Linked DNA regions of Sus scrofa: region 2 is linked to region 1. The links are chromatin contacts, called in public HiChIP or PLAC-seq maps. All regions are on one chromosome and are shown on one strand. The core of a region is the stretch at or near the end of the contact, and the rest is flanking DNA. Distances in the headings are between cores, read along the strand shown.

Region 1 (5,937 bases), core at 1,111-3,610:
CTGGGTTCTGCTGGGAGGTTCCACAGCTGGGCAGGCTGTGCCCGCAGAGCGGGGAGCCCTGCATTCACTTAAAAACTCCCCTCTGAGCTGGCCTCTTGCACGGAATCTGTGTTTACACACACCCGCGGGAATACTACCCCTCCTTTTTTTTAAGTAAATAGGAAACTAGTTTCTCCGAAAAGCAAAATACAACAAGAATCTGGTTCCCTGGGATTTCCTCACAGTGTCCAGGAGAAGAAAGTTCACACTACCCTGGGATCCACGCCTAAACCTTCCCCCCCTCCCGGCTGGGTCCCTGTGAGCTGCACAGGGAAGCTCAGGCTCTGTCCTGTAAAATCTCCCACAGTGACAATGGGCCACAGGTCACGGCTGACCACGGGGCCTGGAGTATTTCCTTCCGCTGGCAGCGTGACCTCAGCATCCTAATATATTTTCCCCAGATAACACCAAGGAGTACTGGCAGCGGGCAGAAGCTGGAAGAGGCAAAGAAGGATTCTTTGCAGTCTTTGCAGGAACCAACCCTGCTGACGCCTTGATCTCAGAGCTGGCAGAGGGGGCATTTCTGAAGGTGAAGTCCCCCCTCCCCGCCCCGGGCCACCACAGGACACTAACACACTGTGGTTTGCACCTAATCTGCCTTTCTTTGCTGCAGACTTGGCATCAATGGCTGTCTTTCTTTAAATCAGACCTCGAAGGCATAGTAACGTTTCCAGCACACCCTACAGTGGGAATTGCAAATGCTATCAAGTGTCCCCATTCCTGGGAGAGCTGGCTTTCGAGGACACCGCTGAGAGCGACTGCCACAAGCAAGGGGGTGCCCCACGCTGAGGCCAGGCTGTGGGGCTCCCATTCTGACTTCTGTTCTCATCTGTGTGGTTTCCTATGTCACCAAGCAGTGACTTCGGTTCTGACACTTTCTACCAGGAAGCCCCACAGGGTTCCCCGGGGCTCCCTGATGGGGCTCAGCCCCCCTCAGCGGCTCCACTCCCACCCTGCCCATTCCAGACGAGGCCACTCCGGTCCAGGTGGTCACCTGTGTGTCTGACCCTGGGGACCATGTATTGATCAGAGGTTCCTACGACCCCCTCCTGGGGTTCAAATAATTTGCTAGAGCCGAGAGAAACCTTTCACTTACTAGATCACGGGTTTATTATAAACGGATGTAACTCAAGAACGGCCAGACGGAAGATGCAGAGGCAGGTCGGGCAGGGCACGGGGCTTCCAAGCTTTCCGGAGAGCCCCTCCCCCGACTCGGTGTGCTCACCTGCCCCTTCCCTGGTGGGCTTTCAGAAGGCTTCTTCGGAGACAAGACTGATGACTGATTAGCTCGCTGGCCATCAGAGATCAAGTTCCAGCCCCTCTGCCCGCCCGGAGGTTGGGGGAAGAACTGAAGGTTCCAGCCGTCAACCACGTGACTCCTCCTCCAGGTCCCCAGCCCCCATCGCATTAACATAACCACAGGACCTAAAGTCATCTGTTCTCGTAACCCGAGCCTGTGCGCTCCTTACTTCCTAGAGTTTGGCAGACTGTGTCAGGCACCCGCGAAGGCCAAAGAATACATTTCTTTTTTATTTTTTCTCTTTTTTGGGGGTGGGGGAGGGCTGAACCTGCAGTATATGGAAGTTCCCAGGCTCGGGGTCGAATCAGAGCTGTAGCTGCTGGCGGCAGCCGCAGCCACGCCAGATCCGAGGCGCGTCTGCGATCTACACCACAGCTCACGGCAAGGCTGGATCCTTAACCCACCGAGCCGGAGCCAGGGATCAAACCGGCATCTTCACGGACTCAGGTCGGGTTCTTCACCCGCTGAGCCACCAGGGGAACTCCCAGATTTCTCTTTTTTCCTGTCTTTGTTGTGAAACAATCACCATGACAAGTCACCACCTCTCCTCAAACATTTTTTTCTTAGGATACAGATTCTGAACATCTGCTCTCAGCAACTTTCAAAAAAGCAGCACAGTTTTACTAGCTAAGAGGTGGGTCACGGTGACTATATACTTAGGACAATTCTTATAAACCACTAGACCACAGAGCAGAGTCCTCTGCCCACCCCAGGTACGGTATCTGCCACGGAAGTACCCAAAGCCACTTCTTTGTGACCACAGGCCCCTGGCCAGATTTGGGAAGACAGCTCCCAGACCGGTCATTTCCCCTCCAGAATGTGCCCTCTTCCCGAAGCGGGGGCTGGGGGCCAGAGTCAAAACGAGCAGCTTCAGAAATTTACCTGTTTCTCGCCTCTGGCAGAAGCCGCACTGACCAGGAAATGCTTCTAGAAGAAAGGTCTGGGCTGCAGCCCTCCGTCCAGGGACCGAGCTCTTACCTGAGCACCCGCTGAACGTATGGAGACCAGCACAGCATCTATGGCTCGTCCCCCCGGGCTTGGCTTCCCTTTTATAGGACAGGCTCTCCTTGGTGTACCTCCCTTTCCAGTGGGGAAGGAAATGAAACTAACAGCCTGCCCCAGAAATGAAACTCAAGAATCAAAAGACTTTCCCATTACTCAGCCTCTGTCTTCTGACTCTGGCTGCATCAGGTGGGCTCACGGGGCCAGACCCCCGCCCCCGCCCCTGCCCTGTGAGGCGCAGGTGCCCGACCATCTGCACTGCTAACAGGTTCTCAGGGAGGCGGAGAGATCCAGCCAGTTAGGTCCAGCAGGGCTTTCTGAGATGGTGGAGGCGTGCCATGCTGCTCTGTGCTGTCACCCTCTCCCCGTGTTCAGTGCTGAGGACCCAAAGAAGGGGCGGCCCCAGCTCCCCACAGTGCCCTGCTCCCACAGTGCACACGCTTACACTCGGGATGGTTCCTGGCCCTTAGAGTCCTGGCTGGGAACTCAGCCCCACTTGCTTCACCTGCAAAACTCTAGGTGTGCAACCTGGGGTCGGGGGGCAAAGCTCCCTCTGCCCTGTGATGGAATCCCTGAATCCAGGGTGTCGTGTCAGGCATTTGAATCCCAGGGAGGGGAGAAGGGGGTGCGGGGAGTGACACCTTGGTCTCAGCTTCACCCCAGATCCTTGCAAAACAAAAACATCATAAATTAAGAAGACACGTTCTGGGCACTTCCATGCTCATTCACTTTACTTGTGGACAGGTTTTCTTTTAAGGAAGGAACTCAGAGGCTTATAAGAAATGGTTTGCCAATCCCGGCATCAGGAGGTCACAGGGAGAGTTTTCAGAGTCAGCCTTCTGGAGGATCTAAAGCCCGGCTCATCCAGAGGGGGGCGGGGGGGGGGCAGAGGGGGAGGGCCCAGGAAGACTGGGCAGCTGATGGCACGCTGAGATAGCTAGCGTTTCCGTTTCACTACGGATGGTTTCTGTAACAGGGCGGGGAGCCTACTGTTCTGGAAAGAACAGAGTGACACTCGCTGGTCCCTGCATCCCCTCCGATGCACCCTCATCCCTGCAACATCAAAGCGCTGGGCTGCTCAGCTCCCGGGTGGGGCAGGCAGCAGGGAGCATGGTGAAGCGCCCCACAACCCCCGCGCTCGATAGAGCTGCTTCCTTGAGAGGAAGGGCTGGCCTGTGGGCTCCTACAGCCCCCAGACTGCACTCACCCTCAGCCGCCCCTCAACCACACAGAGGAGACCATGTGACCGTCTCCCCGGATCGATGACATGGAGGGACCAGGGAGCCTGCAGACAGGCAAGCGTCCCAGCGGAGCGAAGCAGCAGAGGCACTTGGGGTGGAAACCCCCTGACTCTTCACTGCCCAGGTCCTGCCTGCTCCAGTGGGCGTGACGATGGGGACCCATCACAGGCAGATGCTAAGAGCATGTCAGCCCCCTGCACGGTCCCCGTGGACAAGGGACAGGCCAGGCCTGGCCTGGATAGTGCCACCATCTGGGCTACAGGGAGACCAAGGGCTCCCGAGTGGTGGAGGGTCCCAGCCGGTGACACCCCTTCCTCGGTCAGGCACAAACGCACTTCCTGCTTTTTGTTGTATCAAAAGTTCCTGGGCTTTTGGTAACCCTGGTGATACGGACGCTACGCGGTCAGGAACTGCCTGCCTTCTCCAGGGCTGAAGCTCCCAGGGAGGGAGGGGGAGCCCTTCCAGGCCCTGGGAACGGAGGGGCGGGGCCACGCTGGGGAGGGGGCGGGGCCGCGCTGGGGAGGGGGCGGGGCTTCAGCTCATTTCCTCACCAGGTCTGGCTTTGTAGGACAGGTGCTCAGGGGTGCTTGCCCATCTCAGTCTCGGACTCCTTGGCAGTTTTGTTTTTTCTTTCTTTTTTTTTGGTAATATACTTTATTTTTCAGAGCACTTTCAGGTTCACAGCAAAATTGAGAGGAAGGTACAGAGGGTTCCCGCAGAGTCCCTGCCCCATCCATGCCCAGCCTCCCCACAGTCACCCACCCACCCCCAGCCCCAGAGGGCTCCACCTGTCACACTCCCCAACCCACGCTGCCACGCTATCACCACGCAGAGCCCACCGCTGACATCAGGGCACTTTTGGTCTTGTTCACTCCATGGGGTTGGACAAGTGTGTAACGACATCCACCTCCTGGGCCACAGGACCCGCCCCTAGCTCGCTGCCCTCAGACTCCTCTTTGCGCCTGCCGCTGCCCTCATCTCTGTACCGTCTCCACTCTGCTGCCTTTTCCGAGACGCCTTCACCCTCTCCGCCGGAACCCAGAAAGCGGTTCTGCTGGCTCATCTGCACCCACGTGTCCTTTTTGTAAGGACACCGGTCACTGCTCTAGCTTAGTCCATCAACAATGAGCCTGCTTCCAGGAAGGGCCCATTCTGAGGTGCCGGCGGTTAGGACTGAGAAATAAAGCCGTGCCTGCCACATCAGCAAACAAAGATGTCACAGTCGTCAGTGCCCGCAGCCACCTCAGAGCAGGTGAGCCCCCGGGGGGTCTCAGGATGGGAACACACAGGATGCTGGCTCCTGGGAGCTGAGGCACACATCGAAGGAGTGATTTCAGGGAGCCCGGATCTTGCACCTTCCCATACAGAGAAAAGGACCACATGCCTTGAGATGCCTGGTTTCCAGTCATGAACAGGTATTTAGCTTTTGTTCCCACTCCCTGCCCTTTGAGGCAAAAACTCCTCTGTAAACCCCCCCCGCCCCCCCCACCTGCTGCCTCCTCGGGGCAGTCTTCTCAGGGTGACTTGAGATGCTGCCTCCCAGGCTTAAGTCCTCCCTTTGCCCCAAAGAAAACTTAATTCTCCCCTTATAGGTTGTGCATGTAGTTTTGTAGTCGACAGGACTCAACTGAAGAATCGGGGGAAACAGAATTCAGCCCGTACCAGGGGCTGAGCCAAGACGCCGTCCAGTGGTCTGCAGACCCTCTGCAGAGAGAGGCCAGGCTCCCTGAGGGGCTGCTGCCCAGAGGCCACAGCCCACCCCTCCCTGGGCCAGAGCACGGCTTGGCTTCCAGGGGCCACTGTCCTCCTGTTCACAAATACAGGACAGTCGCCCCCAACGGCCTGAGGTTGACACCCCCCACCCCCGCTCCAGCTGGCCTGTGGTGCCAGAACGAAGGCTCACACGTCCTCGCAGGAGCTTTGGGGGAACCCGGACCTTGGCTCTCGCTGGCTTCGGTGCCTGATAGGGACCCTCCCCCAGCCTGGTTGCAGGCACACAGAGCTGAGCCTCAGCCGACCTGCAGCCCGCATATAACACTCGGTGGTGTAGCCACCAAGACAGTGCTGGTTCGACACCGCAAGGGTGCTGAAAGGCAGGATGCCCTGTGCTGCCAGCTTTTTAAAAGATCTGCTGCTTTATCAGCAGGAAGCCATCGCTCTGGCCCAGTGCTTGAAAATCACGCATTCATCTCAGTCCCCCTCCTTCACAGGTGAGAAGCCGAGGCTCAGAAAAGCACTAGGAACCTGGCATCAATGTCTCCTACTTCTCCTGGCGGCCAGACCCCGGAGGGAGGTTCCAGTGGTGCTGGGCACTGGCTTGGTTTTCTTAACTGCACGTCACTGGTTCCCTGAGTA
Region 2 (5,937 bases), core at 2,459-4,958, 440 kb before region 1:
GGGCTGGACACCAGGATGGATGACCTGGCGCAGAGCCTGCCTTCAAAAGAAAGCTGCCAGGCCAGACTTTCTTCCACGGTGAGCCAGAAGCATGGACTTCCACAGCTGTCCACCGCTCTCCCAGCCCTGAGCCAGGATGGCCCATGATGCAAGTTCCAGCCGGGCTGCACCCATGCCAGGCATTCCAAACTCTTGGTTAGAGTGCTGTCACCAATATTCACTTACTTCATTACCATTATTAATATTTTGCTTTTATTTTTATTTTTTGCCTTTTAAGGCTGCACCTGCAGCATATGGGACTTCCTGGGCTAGGGGTTAAATCAGAGCTGCAGTTGCCAGCTTAAACCACAGCCACAGCAACTCAGGATCCCAGCTGCATCTGCGACCTACACCACAGCTCACGGCATCACCAGATCCTTAAGCCACGGGGCAAGGCCAGGGATTGAATCCGCCTCCTCTTGGATACTAGTTGGGTTCTTAACTCACTGAGCCACAACGGGAGCTCCAGCAAAGGCGTTTTATATTTAAGTGGACAGAAAGCCAGAGCCGAGAAAATGTGTCAGCTCTGCATGTGCTGGGAAGTGCACGTGTCAGGCAGACCAGTGTCAAGGCTGCGAGCATCACCCCCGGCCTGGGGCCACAGGGCTAGTGATTACGTCCTGACCTCACAGCCAGTCTCTGTGTAGGAAGGAAAATCCACCGACAGTCGTGGAAGCTCTTCTCTGTTTATTTAGGTCTCCCAACTTATTTTCAAAATTTTCACATCTACAGAATGTCCCACAGACCCTTCACCTGGTGTCGTCCGTTTAGCCACCTCTGCTCTATCTAATGTCTGATTGATCGGTGGCTCAATTATTGTTTGAGGACATCATGCTTCACCCTAAATTCTTCAGAAGACATTTTTCTAAGAACTCAGGCATCTTTGTGTCATATTTCACCCCAATTATCATTATCCCAATTTCAATTAGGAAACTGAACACTGATGCAGCACTATTATCTGGTATCACAGTCCCCAGCTGCTTCCACGACATCCTTGGTAGGTGGGGGTTTTGGGTGTGTTTTCTGCCTGGAGTTCAGGAGGCAGTGAGAATTTGACACTTTTAAGCAAAAAACCCAAAATAAAACCACTTTTTCCTTAAATGTTAGAATTTTGGATATAGGTCTGTCTTAACAGGAGTTATTTCCGGCCCTCATAGATGGAATGAGTATATTGAACAGGCTGAGAAGAGACCTTTGGGAATGCAGTCCCCTCTGGCGCTGACCTGTCCCCCTTTTCTATAAATGACCAGCTTAGTCTGCACAGACCGGAGACCCGCCTCTGAGCGCGAGAACTGCCTGTCATGTTACTAGTGGGGCGGGTGTGCGGGTAGGGGAGCCCAGCAGTGGTCGTGGCCAGTTTGGGGCTCCTGGGAGTTGGCGTGCATTAGGGCAATGACCTAAGTGATGGGGGTGCCAGCGGAGGACCTGAGAATGTGTCCCAGGCTGAGGGAAGCAGTGCCCATCCCAGACCGCATTCCCGGACAGAAGGTGGGGCTTTCACCGCGGGGCGGGGCACAGCAGGGCGGGGGTGAGGGCGCCAGCAAGGTGACCACCTCTGAGCCCCACCAGATCGCACCGGCAGCACCACACACTGGGCAAGCCTCCTGCCCACTGCCTGTGCCCTTCCCTGCGGATGGGTGCTTGGTGCTTATGACCAAGCTCACAGATCAATTCATACATGTGAGTCTGGCTGCAGGAAAGTCCCTGCCGGTGGGACGGCTGAGCCAGAGGTCACGTGCATCTGGACTGTCTATGGATATTGACAAATGGCCAGGATACAGGCGTGCTAATTAATCCTCCCACCTGGAAAGGGGAAACCACTTGTTTCTTTTAAACTTTAAAAAATCTCTGCTGCTAGGAGTTCCCGTTGTGGCTCAGCAGAAACGAATCTGTCTAGTGTTCATGAGGACGTGGGTTCCATCCCTGGCCTCGCTGAGCAGGTTAACCATCCGGCATGGCTGTGGTGGAGGCTGGCTGCTGTAGCTCCAATCCAACCCCTAGCCTGGGAACCTCCATGTGCCATGGGTGCAGCCCTAAAAAGACGAAATAAACAGTAGATAAAAATGATCTCGTGGCAATTTTGCTTTTTCTCTTATTACAGTACAGTGATTAGCGTCTTCTATGTTTAAAAGGCGTCGCACGTTCTCGTCTGTGAACTGTCCGTCGACTGTTCATTTTCTACGGCGTTATTTATCTTTTCTTTTATGGCTGCACCCCCGGCACATGCAAGTTCCAGGGGCCAGGGAGCCACAGTTACAACCTACTCAGCAGGTGTGGCAACACCAGATCCTTTAACCCACTGCACGGGGCTGGGGATGGAACCTCTGCCTCCCCAGAAAATGAGCTGCTGCAGGTGGATTCTTAACCCACAGTGGAAACTCCTTTGCATCTTTTTCTTGTTGGTTCTTAAGAGCTTTACACAAGCAAGAGGAGAAACCCTTTCTAATATCAATTTCAAATCATTTCTCTCCGTTCATTCCCTCTCTTTGACTTTATTATTACATATTTTTCTTTGGGGGCCACCCTGTGGCATATGGAGTTCCCAGGCCAGGGATCCCAGCCACAGCTGCAGCAATGCTAGATCCTTAACCCACCGGGCCCCGTGGGGAATCGAACCTGTGTCCCAGAGCTCCCAAGACACCACAGACCCCTTTGTGCCACAGAGACTTATACCTCTTCGACTTGATTAATGAGGGTTTCTGCCAGGTAGAAATGAATGACAGTACATCTGAGAATCCTGTCCTGGCCTAGATAAATGACCCTCTGGTCCCTCTACTTCTAAGACTTTCTGATCCTCCTGTCCACTGGATGGTGGGGGCGTCAAGAGGCCAAGCTTGGGAGGGAGGCAGAGCCAGGGAGCAGTCTGCCTGTGAACCTTCCACCCAGCAGTGCGGCGGGGTAGTGGTTAAAGGGCGGATTTCAAGGACTCACTTGGCCTGGCCTCTGTCGCCAGAGCGCTGCTGGCCTCCCTCTCCTTCACGCGCCTAGGGGCTGAGCAAGGGTTTCTAAGCATTTACTGAGTGCACAGGAAAATGACCAGGGATTGCAGCAACTCTGGGCTAAATGCAGAACTCATTATGATTGGGCAGCAAATCTTAGGCCCGTTTTAAAGAAAAAATTCGACTTCCTCTCCCACCTAATCCCCCAAAGGCTCGGAGCGGCCATCAGAAGAAAGGGGTGCTTGTGCGAGCTGCCAGCGCGAAGCTGTCGGGGGTCGCGGTACCAGCCTGCGCCACCAGGGAAGGGGCCGCGCGTGGCCGCCAGACGCTCCCTACCGTCCCGGGGAAAGGGCAGCCGGAACCCGCCCCGCTTTTCCCGGCCGATCCGGATCCAGCCACCCGCTCACCCCGCCTGCGCCCTGTCACAGTCCTGTCTACACCACCCTCGCTCCCCCTCGTCCACGCGGTCCTCAATCCCACTGCCCCGTCTACCCCAGAAGCTCCCGTTCCACTGGTCTGTGCCACCTTCTCCGTCCACACGACCCGCGCGCCCTGCCGCTCCCTGGTCCACGCCGCCCGCTCCACCGTTTCCGTTCTGGTCCACACGTCCAGCTTCCGCGCCCAGGCCTCCCGCTCCCCGGCTCTCGCGTCCACGCCGCGCTCTCGCGTCCACGCAGCCCTGCCGCCCGCTCCAGGTGCAAGCCGCCGGCTCCCCCGCTCCCGCGTCCACGCAGCCCGCGCCCCCGGAGGACTACAACTCCCACAATGCCCCGCCGCCGCCCCCCGGCTTCCGGTGCTGCGCAGTTTCCGGAGCGGATCGCAACCCGGAGTCCGGATCCGATCCCGCTCTGCACATTCCAAAGGCAGGTAAAGCCCGGGCCCCGCGCCCGCCGCCCGCCCCCGCGCGCGCCGCCCCGGCCCGGCCCGGCCCGCCGCCCCCGCGCGCCCCCGCCCGGCCCGCCGCCCCCGGCCCCGCCCGGCCCGCCGCCCGCCCCGGTCCAGCCGCCATGCCGCCTGTTCTTTGTTACATTCGCCGGCTGCGGGCACCGTGGGCGATCGGAGTCAAAACCCGGCTGGATTTCCCGGAGCCGCTCCGGGATCGCCCTGCGCGCCGCCAGCCCGCCCGCCGCCGGCCCCGCCGCGGGCCTCGCCGCCCATCGCCCCCCAGCCGGCCTGCTCCGGGCGCGGGGCCGGGGCCGCGCTCGCCCGTGGGCGCGGCGCGGGGGCTCCTCCGCCCCCGGCCCCCGGCCCGCGGTCCCGCCCCCGGGCGCCCTCGTCGCCGACGGTCCCTCGTGATGTCACTGTCCCCGTCCTGGGCCCAGCCCCCGGGGGCGCACGGGGAGGGTCCCTGGACCCTGGCTCCTGCGATTGGAAAAGCAGACCCCTGGATTCGGGCGATGGGGTTGCCAAGGCCCCCACATCATCCCGTTTGCGTAAACCCGGGGGTGGTAGAGGCAAGGTAGCGAAATCCGTGGACCTGTGACCCAACCAACCCCGCCCTTGAGGTGGGAGGCTGTGTTGGGAAGGGGCGCACCGGCCCCGCCCTGGCGCGGACAGGTGGACCAGCTGGCCACGTGGCCTCTGGCCGGGGGACGGGTGTTCGCGTTAAGGGTCAGCTTTGAGAAGACAGGTGAAAACGCGGAGTGGAGAGAGCGCCCTACCTGACAGTTATGACTATTCTGTGTTTATTAAGCTCTCAGTGTTGTTGAGATCTTTTTCACAAATGCACAGAAGTTGGCCCCTCCCCCACCCGGGGTAGATTAAAATGGTAGAAACAAGTGTGCCATCAGAGACACGTGGAGCAGGGTACGCATTTAAAGCTGTCAACCCACAAAACCCACTTTTGCCTAAGCCACTCTCCAAAAATCTGGACTCACCAGATACATTTGGAGAACCCAGCTTGGTTCCTGGAGGTATTTGTAAGGATGAAAAGTACATGAACAACTGGTTTTGCCAGAAATCTTAAAAGGTAACAATGAGACCTTTCCCTGGAGAGTGCAATTATGTAGACACTTTGTTTTTATAAGTCCGCCTCCCCCACCCCACCCCACACACTGTATTTTGTTTCAAACCTGGACATTTTCACATTTTCCACATTTTCACTGCTCCACTCTGCTTTTCTGGGTTTCACTGACATCCCTGCCTTTTATGGTGAATGGTTGAGAAAGAGAACTGTAGTTTGAATTTTGAAAGCGGAGAAACAATAAGATTTACCCTTTATAAAGTTTCGTTCTCCTGTATCTGTGTTTCATATTTTTGCAGAAGAGTGGCGGACAAAGAGTACAATAATATGGTTGATTTTCTAAGCAGATGGAACAGTTCTTTCTTTCCTAGAGACCAATAAATTAATTTCCAAATCAACCCTGCCCGCAACCCCCATTAGCTTTTCCAGGAATGTGAGAAAGGACCCCCTTAGCTTGGGATTTAAATACCTCTCATAGATCGTATTCTTTCGATACCATCGTCTGTGCGGACAGCCAGGAGAAAAACACGCCTCCCATTCTGCAGGTTTAAGGCTCTGGAGGCAGTTGTTTCGTGCACTTGGGATGTGAGAGGCTGAGACGGTGAGCTGTGACTCAAATGCTGTCTCAGCCTCCGTTCGACACTTGGGAAGCGTGCCTGGCGATACCCATCCAGTTCATCTCACGAGGTTCACGAGTGCGCATGTTCATTGGCCGTCCGCTCAGCAGCTGTCACGTGCCAGGCACTGCAGAGCAAGAGGGAAGCCCCTGCCCGTGGACCGAGGGAGGTAGACAGTGCTTAGAATGCAGAGAAGAAGACCGCAGGAGTTCCCGTCGTGGCTCAGTGGTTAACGAGTCCGACTAGGAACCATGAGGTTGTGGGTTCGATCCCTGGCTTTGCTCAGTGGGTTAAGAACCCGGCGTTGCTGTGAGCTGTGGTGTAGGTTGCAGACGCGGCTCGGATCCCACATTGCTCCGGCGGCCACAGCTCCGATTCG

What was found. HiChIP or PLAC-seq counts read pairs in DNA pulled down with a chosen protein or histone mark.
Region 2: a contact with region 1 is called in an H3K27ac HiChIP or PLAC-seq map of alveolar macrophages. The contact joins the promoter of PRDM15 here to the promoter of MX2 in region 1. A contact is called at or near these places in 1 of 47 Hi-C or Micro-C datasets (embryonic fibroblasts) and 1 of 2 datasets of contacts at active chromatin or transcription factors (alveolar macrophages).

What each region holds. Positions count from the first base shown.
Region 1 is chr13:204,795,056-204,800,992 of Sscrofa11.1, reverse strand. It overlaps MX2 (myxovirus (influenza virus) resistance 2 (mouse)), which reads right to left and starts at 2,360. Exons shown (of 8, transcript NM_001097416.1): 1 at 2,222-2,360. FAM3B (protein FAM3B) reads right to left here. Exons shown (of 8, transcript XM_021071007.1): 8 at 4,201-5,937.
Region 2 is chr13:205,239,333-205,245,269 of Sscrofa11.1, reverse strand. PRDM15 (PR domain zinc finger protein 15) reads left to right here and starts at 3,708. Exons shown (of 24, transcript XM_021071017.1): 1 at 3,708-3,845. The coding sequence starts at 3,744.